Regions from separate parts of the Mus musculus genome. Here region 2 is linked to region 1. Evidence: chromatin contacts called from public promoter capture Hi-C data. All regions are on one chromosome and are shown on one strand. Each heading gives the region's core, a stretch centred on a gene start, on an enhancer-like site or on the middle of the called end of the contact. The rest is flanking DNA. Distances are from core to core; before and after follow the strand shown.

Region 1 (6,863 bases), core at 1,737-4,236:
GAGATGATGATGGTGTTCAGTCATTTTCTTTTTATTCAGTCCAAGACCCCAGCCTATGGGATGGAGTTACCCACATTTAGGGTGGATTTTTTTTCCCCCATCAATTTACCCAGGCTATAAATTCTCTCACAGACAGGTGAGACAGAGATCAAAGTGGGAGAACTCAGAGGAAGCGAGGCTTAGCAGAGTTTAACTCTTTTAACTCAGTTGGCCTTCGGAGACCCAGCAACCGATTGGTTTCACTGTGCCCGTGAGAGGAGCCGGGAGTTCTCTGGAGACAGAGAACCCTGCTTTAGCCACAGCTCCTAATGACTGTGGGACTTTAGCTTCCTGTCCAACCTCTCTGTGACCATCAGTAAAAACATGGCAGCATGGGGACAATTGGTCCTTGGGCTCTTCCAGTCCTGACTTTCTGTTGCTGCTAAGAGGAGGAAGGGTCAACCTTGCTGCTGAGTGTGTTGGAAGCCCCTCGTTCCCTTTGGGGCCTGAGAAATTCCACTGTACCATAGGGGTCATCCCTAACTGGCTACAGGCAGAGAGATGGGCACAAAAGGGTAACCCTGGAGAAACTCTGAAATCGGGAATTTAGAGGGATGTCGCATGACCAAGGGGGTGTCTGTAAGCCCAAGGAGCCCTGAAGGCAGACAACTGTAACCCCTCTCTTCTAGTGATTTCTGTGTCCTACTACTTCTAAGAAGAAGAGGAATCCATAATTTTGCCCCTGATTCGGTTACAGGGCTGACCAGGATATCAGGATTCCTTGTTTTTGGGCTGGAATGGCCACAGCACAGTGTGGTGACTAGGTAAAGTGGCAGCCTCCTACTCCTTAGATGAATGAAAAACAGATGGGAAATTATAGCTTCCTTGTTCAGTCTGCTTGGCAGCCATGGGGTGTGTAGCAGCCAGTGTCTGGTCAGAAAAACAGAACCCACAGCCGTTACTTTAACAGAGAAAATTTAATCTAGTGAATTGGCTAACTAGTTATTGGATGACAAAAAGACAGATGATAGATAAATACATACATAGATACATAGATAAGTACATGGGTAGATACATAGATACTTAGGTAGCTACTTAGATGGATACATAGAGAGTACTGAGATTGGCTGAAAACAGCAGCTGCCAGCCCCAGGCAAAAGCACACAGAAAGGTGTTCTTAGAAGCTAGGAGCTAGGGCTGGGGAAAAGATGAGGCTTCTAGGGGAGGTGTGACTTTGCTTCGTACATCTGAAGGACGCAAGGAAGCTGAGTCTAGAACCATGTGTCAAACCCAGACACAGGAACTGGCTTTAACTACCGAGATAAACAACCATCCTTGGGTGAGAGATCTAGTAAAGAGCAAGGTCCAGCTCCCTCTTCTATCTTCTTGTCTCCTTCTTGCCTCCCACGGGCAGAACCTACCGAAAAGCAGCTGGCTAAGGGACATGCCTCAGAGTCTGGGCCACACCACAGCGTGGAGAACACACCTCTGGGCTTGGGCTGGGAGATGCTGCCAAGCATAACTCAATCACAGGGTCTGTGGCAGATAGGAGAGAATGAAGGAGACAGGAGCCTGCGATGTGAGAGCAGAGACTTGCTTTGATGAGGTGCTTTGAGGTCATAGAACGGCAAGGGCCCCTGGCAGCTGGGTTCAGGTGAGACTCATATGTGTTGTGGTACTGATCACTCAATGGATAACCGAATAATTCTGGGTTGAACAGTCCCAGCTAGACTGGAATCTCCAAAAAGACTGCCTCCAAGTCTTTCTCCAGGGGAAAGGTAGGCATCAAACTTGGACGAGACCCAAGATTATCCTTTCTGGGTCAAACCCTCTTGCCCTGCTGGAAGGAGGATAGACAAGTTTTTTGTCTGTCATGGAGATGACTGGAAACTGTAGAACAGGAGACATGCTTGCACGAAATGTAACCCTGGCCCACCTTCTCTGCGGAGGGTGGAGTCTTTGAAGTGCCAGGCTTCAGAAACACCACCAGGTGGGGGGATCCCTACTGGGTGATGGCTGGGTCACCTACTGGGTTTCAGGAAACTAAGATAGCCAGGCAGGAGGGATGAAGTAGAGGGTCCTCCTATTGGGACAGGAATTGGCCCCAAATATGCAGCCAGGGACACAGGATGTGCTCCAGGCTCAACCCCTACTAGTGTCCCCGGAGTCCCCACAGAACCGTGCCCGAACAGGCTAAAAGCTCTGGAGGCTGGCTGCACACAGGTTTGAGGTTTCTCTGAGTGAAATTGCAGCTGTGTTCCTGTTTTCTGTTTTCCTTGAACTCTGTCACACCCATGTCTACATGACACTCGGGCCTTTGAGCTCTGAGCATATTTTTGAAAAGGGAAAATCTGGGTCAGGCCATCACCCTCTGAGGCAGGTTTCAAAGGACTTTCCATTCCCCAAAGCCCTTCCCTTTGAACTTGGCCAAAAGCTTCCTCCTGGGCTGATATTTCTTCTTGGCATGATAGCCCAAAGGTGAAAAATGCAGGACAGCCTCCGAAGCAAGTGGGTGCGGTTGTTTTGAAGCCGGGTGAGTAATCCGGGGAAAAGTACTGGTTGCTGACACTGGTGGCCCCAGAGCCACCTGGGATGGCCCAGCTCTGCCCAACACCTAGCCCATCACTTCAAGCCATAAGAATGTATTCCAAGAATGTACACCCCGCCCCCCCAGCCCCCAGCTACAAATGGCTAGAGCCACCACCGAGTTCTTCCCCCTCTTCCTTCCTGATGCAACCTTGTGTCCCCGGAGTCATTACATAGCCTCAGACAGGCGCAGAGACTCTGCCAGCATCAGCTTCAGCTGGGAGCTTGCTACCCTGGGGTCCCTCTTCCCGGCATCCTTGCGTCATTCATGCATGCTTTCCTAAATTCCTGGCTAGTTTAGCTGACTCCAGCTAATTCCGCTTCCGGAGTCTTTCCTAGTAAAAAGGGTGGAGCGAGACTGCTCTTTGATAGATGACTGGGGTGGAAGCAGAGGGTGGTTTTCCTTTCTCTGGAATCCCAGGGAGTGGGCGGAGCTCCAAGTAACACTCAAGTGTGATTCACACCTCTGTCCCTAGAGCCAGCCAGCTGCTCCCCAGAATCCAGACCGCAGAGGGTCTTGATGCCTCCTGACCAGCTTCTGGGCACTCCAGGGAAAGCCTAGGAACTGGTGCTCCTTCAGACTGGGTGGGAGAAGGGGGTGGTCAAGAGGGAAGTCCGTTCTGAGGCCAAGGCACGGCAGAAAGTGGGGTCTGCAGCACCAGCCCCCTCCCTGGGATGCTTCCCTTCCTGGCGCTGTTAGGTCTGGTACATGCTAGCAACCACGTGTCTTTTCCTTCATGCTTTTTATCTTATTTGGAGCATACAGCTGGCTGAGGGTGTTGCTATTGCTGACCTGGGAGTGCTGGCTATCAAACCCAGGGTCTGAAGCATGTCAGGAAAGTGCTCTATTACTGAGCGACATGTCAAGCCCTGCTGTTATGTTGGTTGCCTTGGGATAACTGTATCTTTGGGTGTGTGTGTGCAGGGGGCTGGGGGGCTGACTGGGGTGGGGAGTGGCTTACTGATGGTTCATTTGTAGCAGCTTGAAGGCCTGCTATGTTAGGCAGATTCACACACAGTCCATTTCAGTCAGGTTACTAGCCAAACCTCCTGCTACCTTAGCAGTCACATCCAGAACCCCTGACCACTGCTAACGTGTTCTCTCCACTGTGGCTTTGCCTCTTCTAAAATGTTCTAGAAATGCAGCCAAGAGGTCTTTAGTGCTGAGGCTAGTTCCTGTGGCCACAAGGTGCCTCTGAGGGTCACCGGCCATCGCGTTTGATCCTTGTGTGGCTGAGCAGGGGCCACCATGTCCCACAGTTTTACTTATCTACTGAAAAACATTTGGGATGTTTTGAGGATTTTTGTTTGTTGATTTTTGAATCCAGCTGCTAAAAAAGCATTCAGGTATACATTTTTATGTAAATCTATTTTTATTCCCTTAGGGAAACACCCAGGAGTGAGTTGGACTATATGCAATATGTATATTTAACTTTGTAAAAAAATATAATTAAATTGTCTTCCCAAACTAGTTTTTGCCAGTTTGCACACTAAGAATGGGCATCTTTTCTTTTTGACCTTCACCTGAAAGTCAGGTCATCTCCCCTGCCAAGGCAGGGGCCAGAACTTAATGAACTGAGATAAAACCCAGGACTAAAGATGAGTTGAAGAAGCTAGGTGGCTTTAATCCTAGTGCTTGGGAGGCAGAGGCAGGTGGATCTCTGTGAATTTGAGGCCAGCATGGAACTCACTACAGAGTGAGTTCCAGGACAACCAAGGCTACACAGAGACCTTGTGGTGGGGGCAGGAGGGGTATTTGAAGTGATTGTGAGTCTGGTGAACCCCTGCTCATGGTGGGAGGAATTTCAACTGGTTCACAGCCGTTGTCCCAGTCAGGACTGCAGTGTGCCTGTGGGCAGGTTTCTCTGCTTCTCTGGCCCTCAAGCTTCTGCTCAGAATGAGCCCTGCAGGTTCAGCGAGGCCACAATTTGCGGTACTTCAATTGTTGCATAGCGAGCCTCTGAGCATCAGAATTAAGCTCTAAATAAAGGCTTAGGATTCAGGTGTGGTCACTTCCAGTCTATCCCAAGGACATGACATCCTCCAGAAACACAGAGGTGAAGATACGCATACTGGTTTGAAAATGCTTTGCTTTGAATGAAGTTCTCAGGCGTGTGCAGAGTATTCTCCGACCAGGAAGATCCAGTCCGGCAAGTAGCTCTCGACATCCTTCTAGCGTCTATCTGGCAAAAGAGGCTAGAAATGTGGGCATGTCCCTAAGGTCTCTCTAGTGCCTCTGATTCCTCATTCCCCCGGGTTTGGACTCACCCTCCACTGTCCCAGACTACAAAGATCTCCCAGAAAACATGAGGTTAGGGTTGGGGGGGGGTGCATGGATCCTCGCTGGGGAAAACCTTGTCACAGCAGAGCTATGACAGTGACAAGCTATTTAACTCTACCTGACCTTACTTTTCTCATCCTTAGGAAGATCTTGGAGTCCTCACAGATAAGGGCTAGCCTCAGGGCCAGTGAGACAGGGTAGCCTCAGGGCAGCCTGGCACATGCTCTGTTTTCAGGAAAAGTTGGGTTTCTTTCTGTATTGTTCCATTTTTCCCTTATCTTCAAAGAACATCAGATTCTAAACCTTCTCCCAGAGTTTATAGTATATAAAACAGTCCACTTCATCCATTCTAGAAATTTAGTTACACAAAATGAATTCACTAGCAACAAGGCCCTCTGTGTAGGGAAGGTCGGGTCTACCCACATTCTACCACCCAGCCAAAAATAACTTCAACATTAGTTTCACGGAGGGTAGAAGACCAGGGGATCTTATGCAAGAGTTGCTCTGGCCGGTCCAGGGTTCTGGCCTGGCCAAAGAGCAGGAAGAGACCTGCATGGTCCTCTCTAGCCGTATGTGTCACTCATACCTACTCTGTCCCACAAGGAATTGCTGAAGTCATGTCTTAAATCAAGAACTTTGCTTCTCAGCATTGCTTTGCTGACATCCAACCCTTTACCTGCATATCATCAATGTACCAACAGCCATAGCCAATATACCAACAGCCTTACCATCTGAAACAACAGCCACAGTCAGTGTAACAACAGCCACAGTCAATGTAACAACAGCCACAATCAGTGTAACAACAGCCATAGTTAGTGTAACAACAACCACACAATATGTAACAACTCTAGTCAATGTAACAATAGCTACAGTCAGTGTAACAACAGCTTCACATTTACCTCAGAAGATTCCTAGCCACAGCATAATAGAAATGGATTGTGCTAGAACAGCTCCTGCATCCTGCAGGCACTGAATAGTAAGTGTGTTTATGCCTAGATTAGTAGCAACCCAACAACAAATTTATCACGGTTACAACCAACAGCATCATAAAAACAAACACTGGATGTTTCTAAAATCACCGAGAACACTCAAGTTATGCTTCAAATCCTATAAAATGGGCATGAGTATACCAAACGTTTTATTAGATGAAAGGAGCCAATGGCCTATAGACAATATATGGCCAGTGATATAAAATACAACCAGGCCATAAATTTGAACTACAACCAAGATTTTAGCATTAATGAACACAAATTAAATATTTAGTTATTTCCGGTTTTCCCTGCTTGCTTGGAATTCAGAATGAATTAGGGGTGGGTGATAACGGTAGATCCGGCCTTTGGTAAAACTTCCCAGGGACACATGAAGGTCCTGGGAAGAACAGTTCTATCCCACTCACTGGACGGTTGTTAATATCTACCTCACAGGAGATTACATTCAGGGAAAGAGCTGTTCCACGCAGAGCTCCTGACCTGACACTTGGAACACTGCTGGTTCCATACAAATGGAAGGAAGGTCCCTGCCCCATGACCAACAAGACTGGCAGTGAGCAGGCTTTCTGCCAAGCCCAGGGAGGGAGGCAGTTTTGTGAAGGATTACAGAGGTGTTTCAAGGGTACTCTGGCATCCGCATCTGCACCATGTGATGCTGGCTACGGTGCCAAAGCCCAAGAGGCTTTCCTGTCGCCGCCCCTTGGTAATTCTGGTGTGCCCTGGAGTTGAGAATCCCTGAGAGTGTGTTTGAGTTTATTCTCCACTCATCCTCTCCTGTCCAGCCATCACCAGGGGCTACCATCTCCTGCAATGACAAAACCTAACGGTCTTCCTTAAACCCACTCTACAACAAAACTTAAAAAAAAAAAGACAATGTATTCATTTCAATTCTGTTACTTTTCTAAAATATCCTGACAAAAGGAAAGAGTAAAGCCCTTCAGATTGTCCTCTGACCTCTGCACACACACTGTGGTGTGTACATGCCCACACACACAAAAATGCAATAAATAAACAAATAAAAAATTCTA
Region 2 (6,863 bases), core at 2,785-5,284, 67 kb after region 1:
CTCCAGCTCCATTGATTTAAATTAATCACCCATCAGATTGCTATTGTGGTTATATGATCATATAATTATATATTTTCTCTCTCAATAAAATATAATTTTAGAACATAGCACAATGCCTTTAATATAGTAGTAAAAATAACATCTTGCTATTTGCAATTTATAGTGTCAAACTCCAAGCGTTCAATATTTGCTATTCAATACCATCCACTTAAAACCATGGTCTCTGGAAGCTACGTTATAAAGGGCTTTCCTCCCCTCATATTTCATACATGTTCTAAGTGTCTGAACTGTATGTTTTTATACGTTTTTTTCTTTCTAACTTGGGTTCTTTTTTTTTTTTTGCAGAAGACTCTAAGAGGGAGACAGAGGACGTTAGGATGCCAGTTAGTGTACTGAGTGGAGATGGATGCAGCTCCCTTACTTTGGTGCCCAATTCTAATGGCTATGAAACGGCAGTGGCTTTCTGTAACAAAAAGACTAAAACTGCAGACTACCTACCTATTTATTTCTATGCAAAAACTCAAAAGACTACATATTGCCAATGAAGGTACCCAAGGGAAATAGCCATTAAGAACAACAGTGCTGTTCTGTTGGTACCTCATTTACTCTAACCATAAGTCTGATGGCCATAACAGGAGGTGGCAGGGGCTATGCAAGTTCTGTTTGTTGATATTTTCCTGGGAAACAGTTCATTTCTAGAGAGAAAACAGGACACATGCCAACATTCTCTGCTTTACTGGTTACTTGTTTAAATTACTAGGTGGGCGCCCATATCCTGGCTTTAAAAAAAATGAAATGCAATGGCCAAGTGATGGTGGCGCATGCCTTTAATTAAAGCACTTGGGAGGCAGAGGCAGTCAGATCTCTGAGTCTGAGGTCATCCTGGTCTACAGAGTGAATTCCAGAATAGCCAGGGCTACAGAGCAAAACCCTGCCTTGAAGAAAAACAAACAAATATAGTAAAATAAAAAATAAAAATAGAAGATGAAATGTGATCTTTGACAATGCATTAAGGGTTGCAGTTCTGGACCTCAATGACTCATGACTTAACTATGTTCAAGTTTCCTCTGACCAGTCTTAGAGGTTCAAATGTCATTTATTAATCAAAGGGTGGCATAGTCTACTTCACAGCCTATCTTCTTCTTACCTATTAGAAACATTAGATATGCTTTTATGTCTAGGCTTTGTCAACAAATAAATAGGCCAACTTGGAAAAAAGCCAAAGTCTTCTGTTGGAAAACTTTCAAGATAGATAAGCACTCTAGTCCTGCATTTAATAAAGTATGTTTGTGTAATATAAATAATAAACTGAGATATTAGACTTGTGGCATCCTTCAAAAAACCAGAAGAGAGTTGAGTTTCCTGTACGCACAGCCTATCTGATTCCTTCTCTGTTCATCCGCCCTCATCCTTACCACAGCCCCACTCTTCCATAAGTCCTGCTAAAGGCTGCAAGCAACACTGTCTTCAGGTCAAAGCACAGCATGTTCTTGGCATCCCCAGCATTTAGTCAGCCAGTAGTTTCTGACTATGTGACCATGCTTCTCAAAACACTCAGCTGTTGCCTAAATGCTTCTGTACCTAGATGGGAAAGATCCAGTTGCATGCATGGATCCCCTCTTCCAAAATACAAATGAAACTGAAATTCCCCAGAATCTGAATACTGACAATGATGTTTTCAAGGTTGGTAGAGGCCAACCTGAAAGAGACAGCACTTGAATTCTAACCGCTCATGCCCATCCTTCCAGTTACTAAGCACTGTCATGTGTGCACAGCTGCCTTCTGCAAGGAGTTACTTTCTCTCCCAGTCTCAAGTCAGCCTTTTGTCAGCTCCTGTCTAACAGTTTCCTCCTCAGACTAAGATCCTTTCCCAATGATCTCAACTGTAATAAGTCATCTCCATTCATCTCACTCTATCTACTCTATTTCCTAGCCTGTGAGGGGTCGCTAACTCCTGCTTGGTAAGGATTTTATAACTACCACTAAGGGAGTTCCCAGTCACATTCTGACAGACATTTAAGCAAATACTGTAAAACTTTACATGTTTCAGAATCACTTGAAAAAGTTAACAGGTAAGTTGTTGGGCTAAAGAAAATGCAATTCTAAGAGGTTCTCAGATGATATGTAACCTGCTCGCCCAAACACCATACTCTAGGAACCACTTACTGCCTTTGTGAATCTGATTAAGGAAGGCTATGAGTAAATGCACTGCACATATGCAATTCTGATATAAATTCAAAAGGATCATGGGTGTTCACTCACAACTACTGTCCCTTCTGTATTTCATTCTAAGGAATGTGTAAGATGTTTCCTGACTTGATCTCAGGAAGCACTCACTACAGTAATAGGGAAACTGTGTAAGCACCTAAGAATGAAGGAGTGGTTCATAGTGGCAAGTCGGTTCTGTCCAACATGCTGTCCTCTTTAGTCTTGGGGGTCTCTTTCATAGTTGGGTGGTATTTTTCTATACACCTCATTTAAACAAACAAGAAACTCATCATTATCATTTTAAAAATGACTCAAACAAAACCGTTCAGGTGAAGACATTGTCTGCTAGGAAGAACATAAATATAAATAACCGCTTCAGACAGGACTGAAACCCTGATGTCAGACTTAAGAATAACCACCTAGATCATAAACAAACCATTTCTCGGGCTGGAGAGATGGCTCTGCTGTAGGTCCTGAGTTCAAATCCCAGCAACCACATGGTGGCTCACAACCATCTGTAATGGGATCTGATGCTCTCTCTGGTGTGTCTGAAGACAGCTACAGTGTACCTACATTTAATGAATAAATAAATCTTTAAAAACAAAAAACCTGGGGCTGGTGAGATGGCTCAGTGGGTAAGAGCACCCGACTGCTCTTCCGAAGGTCCGGAGTTCAAATCCCAGCAACCACATGGTGGCTCACAACCATCTGTAACAAGATCTGATGCCCTCTTCTGGAGTGTCTGAAGACAGCTACAATGTACTTACATATAATAAATAAATAAATCTTAAAAAAAAAAACAAAAAAAAAACAAAACAAAAACAAAAAAACAAAAAACCACACAACATAAAAACATTAGCCAGGCGTGCTGGTACACGCCTTTAATCCCAGCACTTGGAAGGCAGAGGCAGGCAGATTTCTGAGTTTGAGGCTAGCCTGGTCTACAGAGTGAGTTCTAGGACAGCCAAGGCTACACAGAGAAACCCTGTCTCGAAAAAAAAAAAAAATCCTCCAGTCTAGACCAAGGCTGTATGAACCCACAATAAGAAATGAAAGAGAAAGTGGTTCTCTATTTAAAAACAGTGGTCCTAATTTGTAATAAAGAATTTAAACAGCAGAGAGAATAAATGTTAAAATATGCCTTCAAGTCACACATTCTGTATTTATGAACTCTGACTAGTCAGCGCATCATTATTCACTTATAGTTCCTTACAGACTCAAGTCATTTAGTCAACTTAAGTCAGTATCAACTCTTTAAAAAATAGCCATATTCATTCATTTCCTTCTCTACTTCCTTCTACAGTTTTCAACAATATTCCAAAATTCACTAAAAAATAAGAACAAACAATTAAGTTATAAATTACTTCCTTCCCCCAAATGGCTAATGTAAAAATATGTTGTCAACACAGAAAAATATTTCAAGGTTCCTGGTCTGTATTTCCTCAACGAGCAGCCAGAATCCATTAAATTCATATTTAATCTATTCAATGTAACACCTCTTAGGACTTAGCAATTACAGATACAGCAGGATTATATATATTTTAACTTTTCCATATCTATCAGTCTTTTCTCAATGTGTAATCCTATCAGGCTATTACCATTAATAAGAACTCTTAAATTTAATATGAGAAAATGAATGAATATATACACTGTCGATCAGAAATACTTTCAAATCTAGACTCCCTAATTTATAAATAGTCTAAATATCAAGTAATTTCAAGAGAGCATACCTCTAGTAGAAGACGTGGATCTACACAATCACCATCATCATTAAACATAGATTCCCAGCTTTCCTCCACAGCACTACTTCCTTGTATGTGAGAAGTGTCTGTTGTTTTTAGATCTACAGATGTTTCCACAGATGAATCAGAAAATGATATGCCACACACTACACTCTCTGAGTAATCTTCCTCTTTTGTTTTAAACTCTTCAGCAGTTTTTAGGTCGTGCAAGGCCTCTGTCATCTCCTCAGTGGTATCCAGATCACTGCCCAAGGCACTCTCCAAAAGTACGTCTGATGCATCTGACATACTCAGTTCAGAGTCCAGACAAGTGGCAATATTACTATCAGCAGTCTTCTTTATGGGTAAAGAGGAAGCACCATCTGACACACTTTCTATCAACTTTCCTGTTGACTCTGTAAAACCAGATGCAATACTCTCAGCATAAATATCTGAGCAAGCACTTAGGCTGCTAATGTTTTCAGAGTCGTTCTCACTCTTAGCTCTATCAAGTGGAGCTACATCTGCACTCATTTCTATATAATCTGAGAAATTTCTCATGTTGCCACTACTCTCACCAGATTCTCCAACTGCACCTGTACAAGAGCTGCCTTCAGTTACAGGGTCACAAGCTGTACCTGCAATGTCCACCATACAAGCCTTGCTGGTACTGTCACATACATTCCTAAATCCATCATCTGTGTCTATTTCATGCACGAGGACCGCTGTATCAGAAGGTTCAGACTTTACACATAACTCATCAGCAGAGCTGTCACTCTCACATTCTCTAGTCACTGCTGGATCAATAGTGCCATTTGTGCTCTCTAATTTGCTGACTACCGCCATTTTAAGAGAAACGTTATCCACAGTCTCAAGAATGGAATCTACACCTTTTTGACCCAAGACAGACTCTGTACTGTTGACTGTACCCTCACTCTCAACTTCAAAGTCTACAAAAGTTGAATCAACATCTTCATCTGGACCTCCAGGAACAGAAACCACAGAGATGTCCCCAGGACTGTGCTTTGACATCCCATCTGGTGTTTCCAGACTGGATGGTGCAGTTTCAGAATCAGAACTTAGTGTTACTGGCATAGCCATACCATCTGGTTTCAGCAGAGTGGTAACAACTTGAGGAAATTGGGAGACTAGCTCTGGAACTTTGGCCTCAGTTACAATGCTGCTTTCCAAATTTCTATTTACAAAAGTTTCCCCACTGAAATCACAGAGTTCCACATTCTGGAATGGTCTGCTTGGAACCTGAGCAGCACTGACTTCTGAGGAAGACTGAGATGGAGACACCCGCCAGTGTCCTGTCGCTCCCGCAGTCTGAACTTCCCAACAGTCCATGTCCTTTGGTTTAAAAAGTCTTTGTAAAGGTATACTAGATACAATCCCAGCGTCGGGAGCTCTGTGTTGATGTTCTTGGGATGAGGCTTCTGTGGATTCTTCAGCTCCTTTCTTAGAACAAGCCTTCTCTTTATTCTGTTTTTGTGGGCACCTGTCTTTCCTTAGTTGTGATGCAGATCTCTTTCCTTCCCTACAGTCAACATCCTTCCTATCAGAATGGCCTGCACCTCGTCTCTGGGACTCGGGTTTACTTGCAGAGATCTTCTGGGGAAGACAACCTTCTTTTTGATCTTTTGGCACAAAGGCAGGAGGCCCATGGCCTTCCTCCTGGTCACTTGACTTGAGGAGAGCTGTTCCCCTTCGAGCTTTAGGTACATAGAGTGCCATGTCAGGCCTTTTGGTTCGAACTCTACATCTCTCTGCTTCTTGCTGCATGGCACCACTTCAATCTGAAAGAAAATGAAAGGGTTAATAATAAAAGACAAAAAAATTCCAAGAATGAAGTTTTTAAGTATTTTAATCTGTTCTTTTGTTTGTTTGTTTGTCAGCAATCATTGACTTAAAAAAACTTGACATAAAATACTTAATCCATTCAGGCATGTCAATCAGGAAAATAAATTCCCAAAACTCATGAGAGATACATCTGGGCCTCTCTTCTTCTATGAAATGTTTTATTAGTTTTTATTTAGTTGTGTGTGTGTGTACACATACATGCATGTGTGTGCTTATGCATATAAGCCACTGTGCCATGTGGAGATCAGAGGACACTTGGACAGGAATTAGTTCTCTCCTGTATCACATGACTCCTGGGACTGAAGCGCAGACTGCCAAGCTTGGCTGCTGGCACCTTTACTTGCTGAGCCACCTAGCCAAACTCCCTCTGCTATTTTGAACTCTTAATATCTAGCCTAATACACAAATTTTCTACTATTCTGTTTGTGGAAAAATATGATTTTAAAAAATTTATTAAATTATTTGTGTGTATATCTGTGTGTACACACATGAACATCACAGTGTGCATGTGGAGGTCAGAGTTGGTTCTTTCCTTCTATGATGTGGGTTCTGGGGACCGAATTCAGGCTGTCAGTCTTGGCAAAAAGCACCTTTGCCGCCACTTTGCTGGTCTAAGAATATGATTTTAATAGTAAGCCAGATTTCAAAAAGGTTTAAGTTTTCTCTTGAAGGGATGAAATTAACAGTGTGTCTCAATTTCAATAGATAAAGCACCTTCTGGTTAGACAAGGGCAGATGTGGATCAAGGTACGGAAATAATAATGAGTAAACATGAATGTAAAAAGAGGGGACTGAGAGGACAGTATGGACTTTCATCCCCACAGCCTTTCAAATTTAACATACTTTATATGACAGCCAGATACATACAATAAGCAAAAGAGTGCGAAAAACAAAAGTCCAGCTGACATAAACTGATGAGATTGATAAAGATCAAAACTGATCAAATTATAACTCATCATGTCTAGAGTCTGAAGTGAAACACTAAGGGCAACATGAAGGCAGCAGACAATAAATAAAACTGTTCGAGGAAAAACAAAAAAACAAACAAGCAAAACTAATACAACATTTACT

What was found. Capture Hi-C pulls out chosen DNA fragments and counts their contacts.
Region 2: a contact with region 1 is called in a promoter capture Hi-C map of adipose tissue. The contact joins two enhancer-like sites. A contact is called at or near these places in 1 of 484 Hi-C or Micro-C datasets (nephron progenitors) and 2 of 9 other capture datasets (adipose tissue and pancreatic islet).

Annotation. Positions count from the first base shown.
Region 1 is chr19:42,627,839-42,634,701 of GRCm38.p6, reverse strand. No RefSeq gene overlaps it. Among named protein-coding and RNA genes, the nearest start is that of Loxl4, 18 kb to the right of the region's middle. Within about 2 kb of position 2,986, at least 90 of the 459 cell types and tissues checked have an H3K27ac peak or open chromatin away from gene starts, as enhancers often do. A contact at or near this core is called in adipose tissue, where this site is marked.
Region 2 is chr19:42,561,417-42,568,279 of GRCm38.p6, reverse strand. R3hcc1l (R3H domain and coiled-coil containing 1 like) reads right to left here. Exons shown (of 7, transcript NM_177464.4): 2 at 3,939-5,728. The coding sequence starts at 5,714. Among named protein-coding and RNA genes, the nearest start is that of R3hcc1l, 46 kb to the right of the region's middle. Within about 2 kb of position 4,034, at least 15 of the 459 cell types and tissues checked have an H3K27ac peak or open chromatin away from gene starts, as enhancers often do. A contact at or near this core is called in adipose tissue, where this site is marked.